2 separate regions of the Macaca mulatta genome follow, and region 1 is linked to region 2. A link is a contact called in public Hi-C data. All regions are on one chromosome and are shown on one strand. The core of a region is the stretch at or near the end of the contact, and the rest is flanking DNA. Distances in the headings are between cores, read along the strand shown.

Region 1 (5,316 bases), core at 257-2,756, 410 kb after region 2:
GTCGGGGACGCCGAGGTGTTGGCCGCGTAGGCGCTGGCATTGGCCGGAGTGGGCAGCGGCGGGGTGGGCTCCCACACCTCGGGGGTCCGGGTGGGGCCCTCTCCGCCCCCGCGCATGTGGGCGATGTAGTCGGGCACGATGGGCACGATGACCATGTACAGCATGTTGTCCAGTAACAGAGCCACGCACACGATGACCAGCAGCAGGCGCCTCTGCCGCCGGGGCTCCCGCAGCGCCGAGCCCACCGCCTCCGACAGCTTGGTGGCCGCCGCCCGGGCCTGGCCCGCAGGTTCCGCGGGTTCCATGCCCCCACCCCGATGCTCTTCCGAGGACGCCTCCGCCAGGGCCGAGCGCTGGCGTCCCGCAGTGCAGAGGCGAGGGCACGGTACTTCGGGGAGGCGGTCCTGGCCGAGCAGACCCCCCGTGCCTCAGGTGGCCGCGGGGCTCATGGCCCAGCGTCCCGGCAAAGGAAAGGACTCCGTCCGGCTAGGCGTTGCCGCTGCTCTTAGCGGTTCCCGGGACCCGCGGCTGCTGGGCTCAGGGGCGGCCGGGAAGGCGGGCGCGACGAGGGGCCGGGGCCGGAGACTGGGCGCACTGTGCCCTGAGCGCGCCTAGAGCAGCCCCCACCGCGCTGAGAGGCCGCCCGCGCTGGCAGAGGGGCATGCTGTTGCCGCCCGCCCGGTTGCCCGCCCGTTAGCCCCGCCGCCGCGCTCCCCTCCCCTCGCGTCGGCTCTTGCCTCCTCCGCCGCCTCCTCTTTTTTTTTTCCCTTCCACTCGGGGCTGTGACGCGGCGAGTCCCAGCCCCCGAGTGGTGCCCGGGCCACTTGCGTCGCTCATGCTAATGCGACGTCGGCGGGGCGGGGGCCGGGGGCGGGGCGTGGCAGGACAGGGGTCCGCTCCCCAGATGCTCCAGGGCTGAAGGCCCAGGAAGGGGTCTCGGTGCGGAAGTCCTGAACCAGCCCCTGGGATGGGTGTTCCGCGCCCGGAGCCGACCCTCTGCCCTCCCCCTGCCCGCCCCCCGCCCGCGGTTCTAGGACCCGCGGGGTCAGCGCCCACTCTTCTCCTCCTGGGGAGGGAGGCGCGGCAGCCTGTTCCTCGCGGCCCCTCGAGAGAGGCGGGAGCCGGAGGCTCGCGATCTCCGCCTCAGCCTGGACCTCGGCGCACAGCGGGCAGGAAGCCCCCGAGGTGAGCCGCCGCTGCGTCCATCTGTTCTCGCAGCTGGATTGTGGAGCGGCATCCGGACGAGCGCTGGACACGGACACCCCCAACCCTTTCTCCGACTCCGCCCCCTGGCCCCTTGCACACACACCCCGCCGGGAGGGGAGGGGAAGGCTCAGCAACTGCCTGACCTGGCTCTGACCCACCGGCCCCTCCGCAGAATTTCTCTGCAGCGAATCCCGGCCGGGAGCTTGTGGGGACTGAGGGCAGAAGTTGCCTCGCCCCCACCCGGGGTCGCGAATATCAGCTTGGCCGCTGCCGCCCTCTCGCACTGCCTGGCCACACTCCCCCTGCGTGGAATCCCCCTTTCCGCTTTAGCGGTCGGGTCCCCCAGCTCCGCCTCTTCTCTCCCCGCCACCGCACCCCCTCCCCACTCTAGCTCCTCCCAGGCACTCTTCGCACCCGACCGAGCCCTCCCTCGGCTCCTGCCAGCCTCCGCCCCCTGTTCTGCACACTCCCCATCCCTCCTTTTCCAGAGCCTCCTCCAAGCCCCGGGTGGGCTCTGGAGTGACTGTGGCTGGGGTCCTCTCTTGGAACTGTAAGAAACCCTTCTTGGGTGCCGCGCCCACTCCCCGGAGAGCGCCCAGCCACTTCGCTGTCGTCAGAGGCTCCAGGGAGACTCACCTTCCTTCTGGGAGGGCCGCACCCCTTGAGGCACCCGTGCTCAGCTGGCAGGACGAGCTGCCCAGGCTGTGCGCTGGGCCTGACGCGTCCCCAGAGCGGCGTTGACCCTGGATGGCACATGGAGGCCGTGTTCCAGTGGGCGGACTGGCGGGAGAGAGGCTCCAGGGTGGTTGAGGTTGGAGGTGGGGGTTGTGTTGTTGAGATTACAGTTTGCCTCTCTCTTCCAGAGTCAGAGGGGAGCCTTCTCATTTTTCTGGCCTCAAAAGCAAAGCAGCATTAGACGCAGATGCTTCTCCCATCGTGCCCCCCACCCCGCAGGAAGTGCCGCCATGCAGTGCAAAGAGTGTGGGCTTTCGAGGCAGACAACCAGGATGGCTCCCAGCTCTGTCATGTACTCATTAGAGTACCTGCAGGGAATTACTTTGCCTCTCTGTCCCTCAGTTACTTTCTTTGTAAAATGGAGTAATAATAGTACTTACTGCTAAGGTGGCCAGTCACACAGTTAAGAGCAGTATAAGGACTTCATATGTTGTTGTAGTGTGTAGAATATGCGGTTTATCCTCATTTTTCAGTTGTGGGTCTTGTGAAGAACAGATGAAAGACACGGCGGGGAGGGGCACTTGGCTAGCTGGCTGATCCCTCTGGTTAGGTGGGCATTGTGATTCCAGGCTCTGTCTGGGTTGGTGGAGGACCCAGAAGACATTGGAGTGTCTCCAGCTGTCCCTGAGATGGCTGTGGGATGAAGGGATGGGGACCACTGTGTCAGGGTGAGAGGGGGCAGCCTGGTCACCTGTTGCTCAATCCCTCCACCCACCCAGTCACCCTGGGAAAGGAGGAGAAACTCATCCACTGAAGGGCTGCTAGCACCTGCTCTGCAGTGGCTGAAGTGCCCGCTGTCTGAGGGAGGAAAAGAGTCCCAGTGTGGGCACAGGCCTGGCCCTGGATGACCTTGGACAAGTCACAGCCCCTCAGTGGGGCCCAGCCTCAGCCTCCGCCTGGTTCAGGTTGAGGTGAGAGCCCACTCACTGCAGCCCTTAGCAGAAGTGTGTGCTGCAGAAGGGCTCTTTGGGGGTGGGCTAATTATTTTAAATTTTATTTGATAGCCTTTAGTCAGTACATGCACACTCTCCAGCGCATCCTAGTCTCGCCCCAGCTGACTTCACACACTTATGCCACTTGCTGGTTCTCTATTCATTTGAGTTTGAGACCTCTGGGCTCTTCTGACTCTCCCATTATGAGGCTCTTAAAGGGGCAGTCTCCCAGCCTACAAAACAATTATTATTTATGCACATGCTGTTTTCCCTGTCTGATTAAAGAGAGGAAGACTTGAAGGATACCTTTTTTTTTTTTTTTTTTTTTTTAATGTCTAGTGGCTGAAGAACAGAGGAATCTTAGAGGAGAGAAATTTTCCCAGGGTCTTCAAGGTGCAGACCACATCTCCAGCCCTCTGGCCCACATGGCTGTTCCTGAGCATGAAGCCAAGTTGTCTCAGGGCTTATGACTAGCTCTCCAGTCCTCAGTTCCTGTGTGGCAGGAGGCACACTCATTTACTACTTGCTTTGTGCCAGGAATATTATGTGTGCTGTTTACTCCATTCTCCCACAATCCTGGTGCAGTGTAGGTGCTATTCCTCTGGTCTTACCAGGTGAGGAAGCTGGGCATGGAGATGCTGGGTTGCTTGGTCAAGCTCCCAGCAACAGATCCTGGAATTAAACCCAGGCTGGGGGACCTGTTTTGTGGTCCTTACACTACTTCCCTATTCCCAGCACTGCGTTGTGCTCCTGCTGCTCCATCTCCAAGGTGGCCGCACGCTGACAGTGTAGGGGTGAGGGGCAGATGAAGATCCATGGGAGGAGGAAGGTCCTGGGCTGGCTCCCTAAGGAGGCTCCAAAGACACTAAACTCCCTCATTCTCTAACTTCCAGATCAGAGGGCAGCCCCCCACCACCCCAATCCATCATGGCTCCAAATACTGGGGTGCCCGTGTTGCAGGGAGGCGAGAGGCCCCTGCAGCAAAAGGCTACGGAGGGTCTGAGCCGAGATACGAGCTGGCAAAAGCCTCCTCTCCCGGCCAGCTGCGGGGAGCTGTCCAGGGTTCTGGCCCCGGCCCCACTGCAACCAAGAAGCCTCACACGGAGACCCCGCCCCTCTGGCGTCCCCTTCATTCGAACGCTTGGTAAATTCCTTTCCCGACTCCTCTATCTGAGCATAACTTGCAGGCAACAGAGAACTTCCCATCCAATCCTGTAGGAGAAAATGGAAGCATTTTTCTCTCCTTTCTCAACCAGAAATAGCAGTTGTTAGGGCAGCATTCATATCTGGTGCTCAGTGAAAGTTGAATGAGCAGAGGAAGGAAAGAACGTGTTTACTAGACACACAGAAGAGCTTATAAGGCATCAGGCACCGTTCTAAGCATTTGATAAGCATTAACTCATTGAATTCTCTCACCAACCTTCATATTACTTTCTTATAGGCAAAGACTCTGAGGTAAAGTAATGCATTCCGTCAGAGAGCTCACAAGTGGTAAAGATGGGATTCACATGCAGGTGATTTAGTTCCAGCATCCTGCTCCCGGCCGCCATGTGGCCCTGCTGCAGGATGGCTAAAGACTGCGAGATAGCTCGCTTGAAAGTGTCTAGCCCAATGCTTGATACCTAGTAGAAGCTTAATTGTTATTATTTTGTATGGATCGGGACAAATTGGTGATTTCTAGCTGACAACCCTTCTTCTCATTTTATCCACAAGATACAACTGTGTCCACAGTCTGATGGACTAAAATTTCTTCCTTGCTGGATCAGTGCCATGTTGGGGGTGGGGGGCTTGCTGGGGACGGGGGAGTCCTGGTGTGTGGGAGTTTGGGAGGGGTGGAAGGATAGTCATGCTGCACCAGTGCCTGGGTGAGGTCTAGGGCGTATTTGGAGGTCTTGGGTGGGTTGTGGTGGGGGGGTGCTGCTGTGGAGGGAGGTGCCAGCCCAGCCTGGCCTCATTTCTGAGAAGGTCATGGGGCCATGTCAGTTCCAGGGCTTTGCCATTTGTTGCTTCCCTGAAACATCTGGTTCTAGAGAGGTGAAACCACTGTATTTCTGTGGAGAAGCAGGCTGGTGTTGGTTATGGCAGTGTGTGGGTGGGGCACCTGCTCCTGATTTATTATTTCTTTGTCTCTCTGGAAGCACTTAAGCACAGGCTTCATTCCAATCAAGCTCATGAGCCTCTCTGGATTCCAGCACTGGGGGCTGGGGGTGCAGTTTGCTCAGACCTCCATAACCTGTCCCCTGTGCACTGGCTCAGGCGGGCCTCAGGGCCTCAGCATCATTTAATTAATTTAGGCTTCCCCAGTCATATATTCTCAGATTCAAAGGAACAAAGTGGCCCGTGTCAGCCTTTCCCAGAAACCTGTGAGTCTGGTGGCTGGAAGCCAGAGGACTACGTGCCTGCCTGCCTGCCCTTGGCCAGCCTGTCCTCGGTGCCCAGACTT
Region 2 (5,806 bases), core at 521-3,020:
GTGGGCAACTGATAAAAAGCTTTATTTTCCCCTGTCCCCTATCTGTTCAAACATGCTATGTGGGCCAGTTGAGCAATCTAGACAGGTCCCTAAGCTTTCTTGGTCACCTTCGGATAGTTTAAAAAAGTGGTCTGAGTTACATTTTGAGTTACACAAAGTCTCATTCCAGGGGCTGCATCTGAATTGAGAGGCAATGGGGGACAGGAGAGTTAAGGGCTCCTTCTGCCTGAGGTAATGTTCTAGGCTGACTTTTCATGGGACTTTTGTGGGCCTCTCTTTCCACAGCTCTCCTTCCACTCACAGCCTATGGCTGTTATCTTAGCTTCTGCATCAGAATCTGTGTCTCCTGTTGTTTTCTAATGAGGTTGCCTTGCCCCTTGTAGGAGTCACTCTTGGGTGAGATCCATAAAACCCTGCTATGAACATCTCCTTTGCTGAGGAATGTGGGGAAGCAGTTGGCAACTGAGTATGGAGGACCTCTGTCAAAACTGAGGCAGAAAGAAGTGCTATTTTAACATCTGGTCACAAGTAAATAATGTGGGTTATTATCCGGGCTGTAAACTGGACGTGGTGGCTTATGCTTGTAATCCCAGGTGACGTGGGAGGATCGCTTGTGCCTAGGAGTTCGAGTAACTCAGTCTGGTAACACAGTCTGGTAACACAGCAATACCCTGTCTCTACAAAAAAAAAAATTTTAAACCAGGCATCATGGTGCACGTTGGTAATCCCAGCTACTCAGCAAGTTGAGGCAGGAGAATCGCTTGAACCCAGGAGGCAGAAGCTGCAGCGAGCCGAGATTGCACCACTGCACTCCAGCCTGGGCGACAGCGTCAGACCCTGTCTCAAAGAAAAAAGAAAAGAAATAAAGAATCTGGGTTCTGACATTTATTTATTTACTCAATGTATTTTTTTTTTTTTTTTTTTTTTTTTTTTTTGTCGCCCGGGCTGGTTTTTTGTATTTTTTAGTGGAGATGGGGTTTCACCATGTTAGCCAGGATGGTCTCGATCTCCTGACTTCGTGATCCGACCGTCTCGGCCTCCCAAAGTGCTGGGATTACAGGCTTGAGCCACCGCGCCCGGCCCATTTTTTTCTTTTCTTTTCTTTTTTTTTTTTTTTTTTGAGACCCAGCGTTGCTCTGTCGCCCAGGCAGTGTAGTGGCGCGATCTCGGCTCACTGCAATCTCCCCCTTCCGAGTTCAAGCAATTCCGCCTCAGCCTCCCGAGCAGCAGGGACTACACGCGCGCGCCACCACGCCCGGCTAATTTTTTTGTATTTTTAGTAGAGAAGGAGTTTCGCCGTGTGAGTCAGGATGGTCTCTATCTTCCGACCTCGTGATTCGCCCGCCTCGGGTTCCCAACGTGCTGGGATTATAGGCATGAGCCACCGCGCCCGGCCTATTTACTTTAGAAAAACAAATGTTGCAAAGGTGGAATCATACAACATATGGCCTTTTGTGTCTTATGATATTCATTTTTGCATCTGAACGTTCAAGTTAAATAATATCTACCTTGTGAGGGCATTTGAATCACTTAGAATGGTCCTCGGCACAAAACTTGCCTTCAAAAAATATTTGCTTCATTTAATTTCGATTTATTCACGAAGGGCTAAAGGACGTTGTGCAAGGGCTGGGAGAAAGTGTGCGCCTGCGCTCTGCGCCTTCTAGAGGGCAGTCAAGGGGGCTGGGAGAAAGTGTGCGCCTGCGCTTTGCGCCTTCTAGAGGGCAGTCAAGGGCTTCTGCCTGACCCAAGGGGAGATCTCGCGAGACTTTCAGACCTCTGGCAAGAGGCGTGAGAGGAAGATTGCGTTGTCGCGAGAACTCTGCCTTTTGGGACCTAGGTTAGTGTGGGGCCGTGTCTCAGTCCACCCAAGGTCTCCTCGGATCGCGCGGAGAGGCACTCGGACCTGGTAAGAACGCCGTGGGCCGGGTGGAGGCTGGATGATCGCTGGCCCCGGGCTTGTCCGTCCCCTTCCCGACCTGACCGACACCGGGCCCGGCCTGCCTTCTCCTCCCCTTCCCTCCACACGCCAGGCCCAGGCACCTCTTCCTGCCTGCCCGCCGGTCCCGGCCTGCCTTCTCCCCTTCCCTCCACACGCCGGGCCCGGGCCTGCCTTCTCCCCTTCCCGCTACACGCCGGGCTCCGGGCCTGCCTTTTCCTCCCCGACCCTCCTCATTCCCGGCCCAGAAACCTCCTGCTCCCCGCCGGCCTTCCCCTGGCTTTAGGTGTGACAGCTCCAAGTTTCCTATTTCTCTCGCCTCTTGCCTGGATCTGGGGCGTGGCAAGGTCTGTTTTGCCGAACCAGCCCAGAACACAATCCATTTCTAGCTTGTCAGGTGGAAATACAAATAAGATATTGGGGTTTTTTTTTGTTTTTGTTTTTTTTTTTTTGGCCCTCTGTGTGCTAAACACATACCGTCACATTTAGTTCTCCCAATAATCCCGAAAAGTAGCTTGATTATCTCTGTTTTACAGATGAGAAGAGTGAGGCTTGCTCATTCATTGGTTCATCCACCAACAATCATTTATTTGGTGCCTGTATGTTCAGGATGTTGAGGATAGCAATGAAGAAAATGGACACACTCCTAATTCTCATGGAACTAAATTCTCGTGTTGGGAACAACAATAATCATAAGCTTACGTGGCACGGGATTTAATGTGGAATGATGCCATCAAGAATGGCAGAAGTAGAATGACAGAAGTCAGAGTGCTAGAATTTATCTGAACCCACAGGCAGAGCTTTTTTCCTTTTAACTGTGCCTTTTTGTGTCTATCTAATCAGGGTCGGGTTCACCATAGTAACTGCCTTTTGGATGGACTTAGCTTTCCACCACGCACTTGGTAATTTGGAACTAAGTTTACAGAGACTCTTGAGTTACTTATTGGAATGAGGATGGCACAGGAAGTCATAGTTGGCCCATTTCTGTACTGAGATCCTACTGTGACATTTCCAGACTTTAAAGTACATGAGACCGTTTGAGAAAGGCTTACCCTAATGATGCAATGGAGGGAGATTCATTTGCTGCCTTGTGGCTTAGGCAATTTACTTGGTTTTCTCATTTGAAGATTTGCTAGCTTGCAGATTTGTTCAGATAAGTAAATGAGATAATGGGGGGTCCAGCACAATAACATTCCTTTCACTTTCTCCTTCCCTCCCTTCCAGGGAGCCTTTGTCCTTGGGTCTCTGAGGAAAATCCTACTCTTGGAAAGTTTTGTGATACTTTTTATCTAAATAAATCTCTACAATCACATTATTACCTTTGTGCAAACAGGCATTTCGGAAATAGAAAAAACACGTTGAGCTATTGAAGGAAAGGAAGATGTCCTTCTCAAAGGCGGAGAAGGTATTTTAGAACTACATGATACCCCTGACCCCTGTTTTTATTAAATCAGCATAGCTGTGCCAGAATCTCAGGAGCCCGTGTAGGGGTTTCATAAAACTCCATAGTATATCCTGACACATATCCCTCCCCCGGTTTGAGAGTCCCTAAGTTAGTGTTTTATAATACTTTCCCTCACATAGTGTTAGCATTCAGTGCCAGTCATTGCTGCTGCTGATGGACTTTGAACTCTGTCTCTTATTTCAAAGAATTAGTATTTTCTGCTTTGTTGGCAAATCGGTGACACGAGTTCTCCTCTAGGTGGCAAGTTCACCATTGTGTTCTCAGGGACTATCACAGTAGTGGCAGTTGAGGTACTCCATAAATAGTTGTTGGATGAATACATAATACCTTAATACTTAATGATTCCTTCAACATACTCGGTATGGTTAGGGACTTTGGACTCAGATCTGGGATTAAATCTTGGCTCTTCTACTTGGAAGTTTGTGACTGTAGGTAATATATTTAACCTTGTCAAGTCTGCTTTTTTTTTTTTTTTAATTGTGATGATAATAGCCCCTTTAATGGTTTGTGAGTGCTAATTGAGATAATGAGTTTTTAAAAAAAGGCTTGGCACATAGTAGACTAGATGTAAATACTTACTGAATTTATTTACTCAGTAATTAATTATTGAATACCTACTATACAACAGTGAACAAAAAGACAAGTCCCCGCCATGTGGAACTTACCTTATAGTACGTTTTCTGAAGGGAGATCAGAAAATAAATGGTTGCTACGTGCCAGATTGTGGTTAGTACTATGGACAGTGATAAAGCATATTGAGGGGGAGTGGAGGCAAGACTTTTAAAAATAAAAGATGGTGAGGAATGGCCTCACTGAGAAGATGACCTCTGAGCAGACACCTGGAGGAAGTTAAGGCCTGGGCTTGATACCTGGAGGAAAGTGCAAGGGCTCTGAGGAAGAAGCATCCTTGTTATGCTAAAGGAGCAGCAGGAGGAGAAGAGTAGGGGTAGAGGGGAAGAGTAGGTAGCAGTCATGAGGTTTCTGCAGGAGTCCTAGAGAGAGATGATGGTAATGAAATTGATGAACTTTATGTCTGTCTTTGTTATATCCTGTTCTTTGACAAAAAGTAATAAAAATAGCTAATACTTATATAGCTCTTACGTGCATCAGGCACTATTTTAAGTGCTTTACATATACTAGTCATCAGATCTTTCCAACAAAGTATACCTAGCCTCAGAAAATGAAGATTTGTCACTCTTGAGGATATACAGTGGAATGTGCTGCTGGTTCAGAGAGCACTTTCTCAAGCATTACTGAAATCAGCAGTGAATTCACTGCCTCTGTTCACATACTGGTTAGGTTGCAAAGGAAAGCCTAAAATGTCTGTAACAGACCACCCAACCAATATGTATGCATTGGGTTAAGTTCAGTTTCATGGAAGAACTGTAGAAGGCCATGACATTTTTTATTACTCTTCTTGCTATTTTTTAGTCCTTTTAAAATTTTCATCCAAGGTTTTCATTTTGACTTTGTTTTCATGTAATTATGTCTGGACACATTGCTTCAACATAGAACGCACATGATATGGCGGTCTAGGCTGGAATGGGGGTCCAGTTGACCACTGTTGCTCTAGCTAGTAGGCATTATACTATCTCCATGCATGTCAGTTAGAGAAGCTGCCATATTGTCCTTCTTAGCTTATCTTCTTTGATTGTTAAATCATAACATTGCAGTACTTAACTTCTGATATGAATGACTGTACACTCTTAGTCATTCTTATCCCAAGTTGTCATCCCTAATTTTGCTTGACTTAATTAATCAAGATGTTCCTCTTTGGGGTTAGCAGTGTGTTTGGGGACACCTTTGGGGCTTAATATGCCTCTTATGCAGCATTACCTAAATGCTCTACAAATATGACAGTTTGGTTCAGTGAAGTAGTGAGTAGCTCACAAAATAAGTTAAAAGGTTTTGTTGTCAGTTTGGTCATGGGTGAGAAGTTAAGTCTTTAAATACTGAGACAATTACAGCTTTCAAAAGAAGATAATCTCAGGTGTGTTTTGAGCTTTATTTTGGCATTATTGCTAGTCCTCCAGGCTTTAGAGGAGGGAAAATACTAATATTTTATCACTTGTTGGCTTCTATAGGGAGAACCACAAAACGTTTGCCATATAAAATCAGGATAAAATGGCATTATTACTGTGATAGTAGGTAAGTAACATGTTTTCCTATCCTTCACTATATTATGGCAAGAAGTTTCAAGTTGAATATCATCCCCCCAATATTCAACTTGAAATTCAGTTAGAATTTCTGTGGTACCGCCAACTCTGAAGAAAAAATTCAGAGTTGGCTGTAAAATACAGTAAATGTGTCCCCTTTAAACCACAGTCTTGCTGCTGTTTGTGTGAATCCACGAAGGTGAGCTTAGCAGGAAAGATACTATCTCAGCACTTATTCTGGGATCATAC

The links. Hi-C and Micro-C count contacts between places; a contact is called where the count stands out from the background.
Region 1: a contact with region 2 is called in a Hi-C map of fetal cortex germinal zone, with 3 times the contacts expected there. The contact joins the promoter of SLC18A3 here to the promoter of NCOA4 in region 2. A contact is called at or near these places in 2 of 14 Hi-C or Micro-C datasets (cortical neurons and fetal cortex germinal zone).

The regions. Positions count from the first base shown.
Region 1 is chr9:59,580,352-59,585,667 of T2T-MMU8v2.0, forward strand. It overlaps SLC18A3 (solute carrier family 18 member A3), which reads right to left and starts at 1,507. Exons shown (of 1, transcript XM_001107292.4): 1 at 1-1,507. The coding sequence starts at 305.
Region 2 is chr9:59,166,034-59,171,839 of T2T-MMU8v2.0, forward strand. It overlaps NCOA4 (nuclear receptor coactivator 4), which reads left to right and starts at 1,771. Exons shown (of 9, transcript XM_077946368.1): 1 at 1,771-1,906; 2 at 5,486-5,549.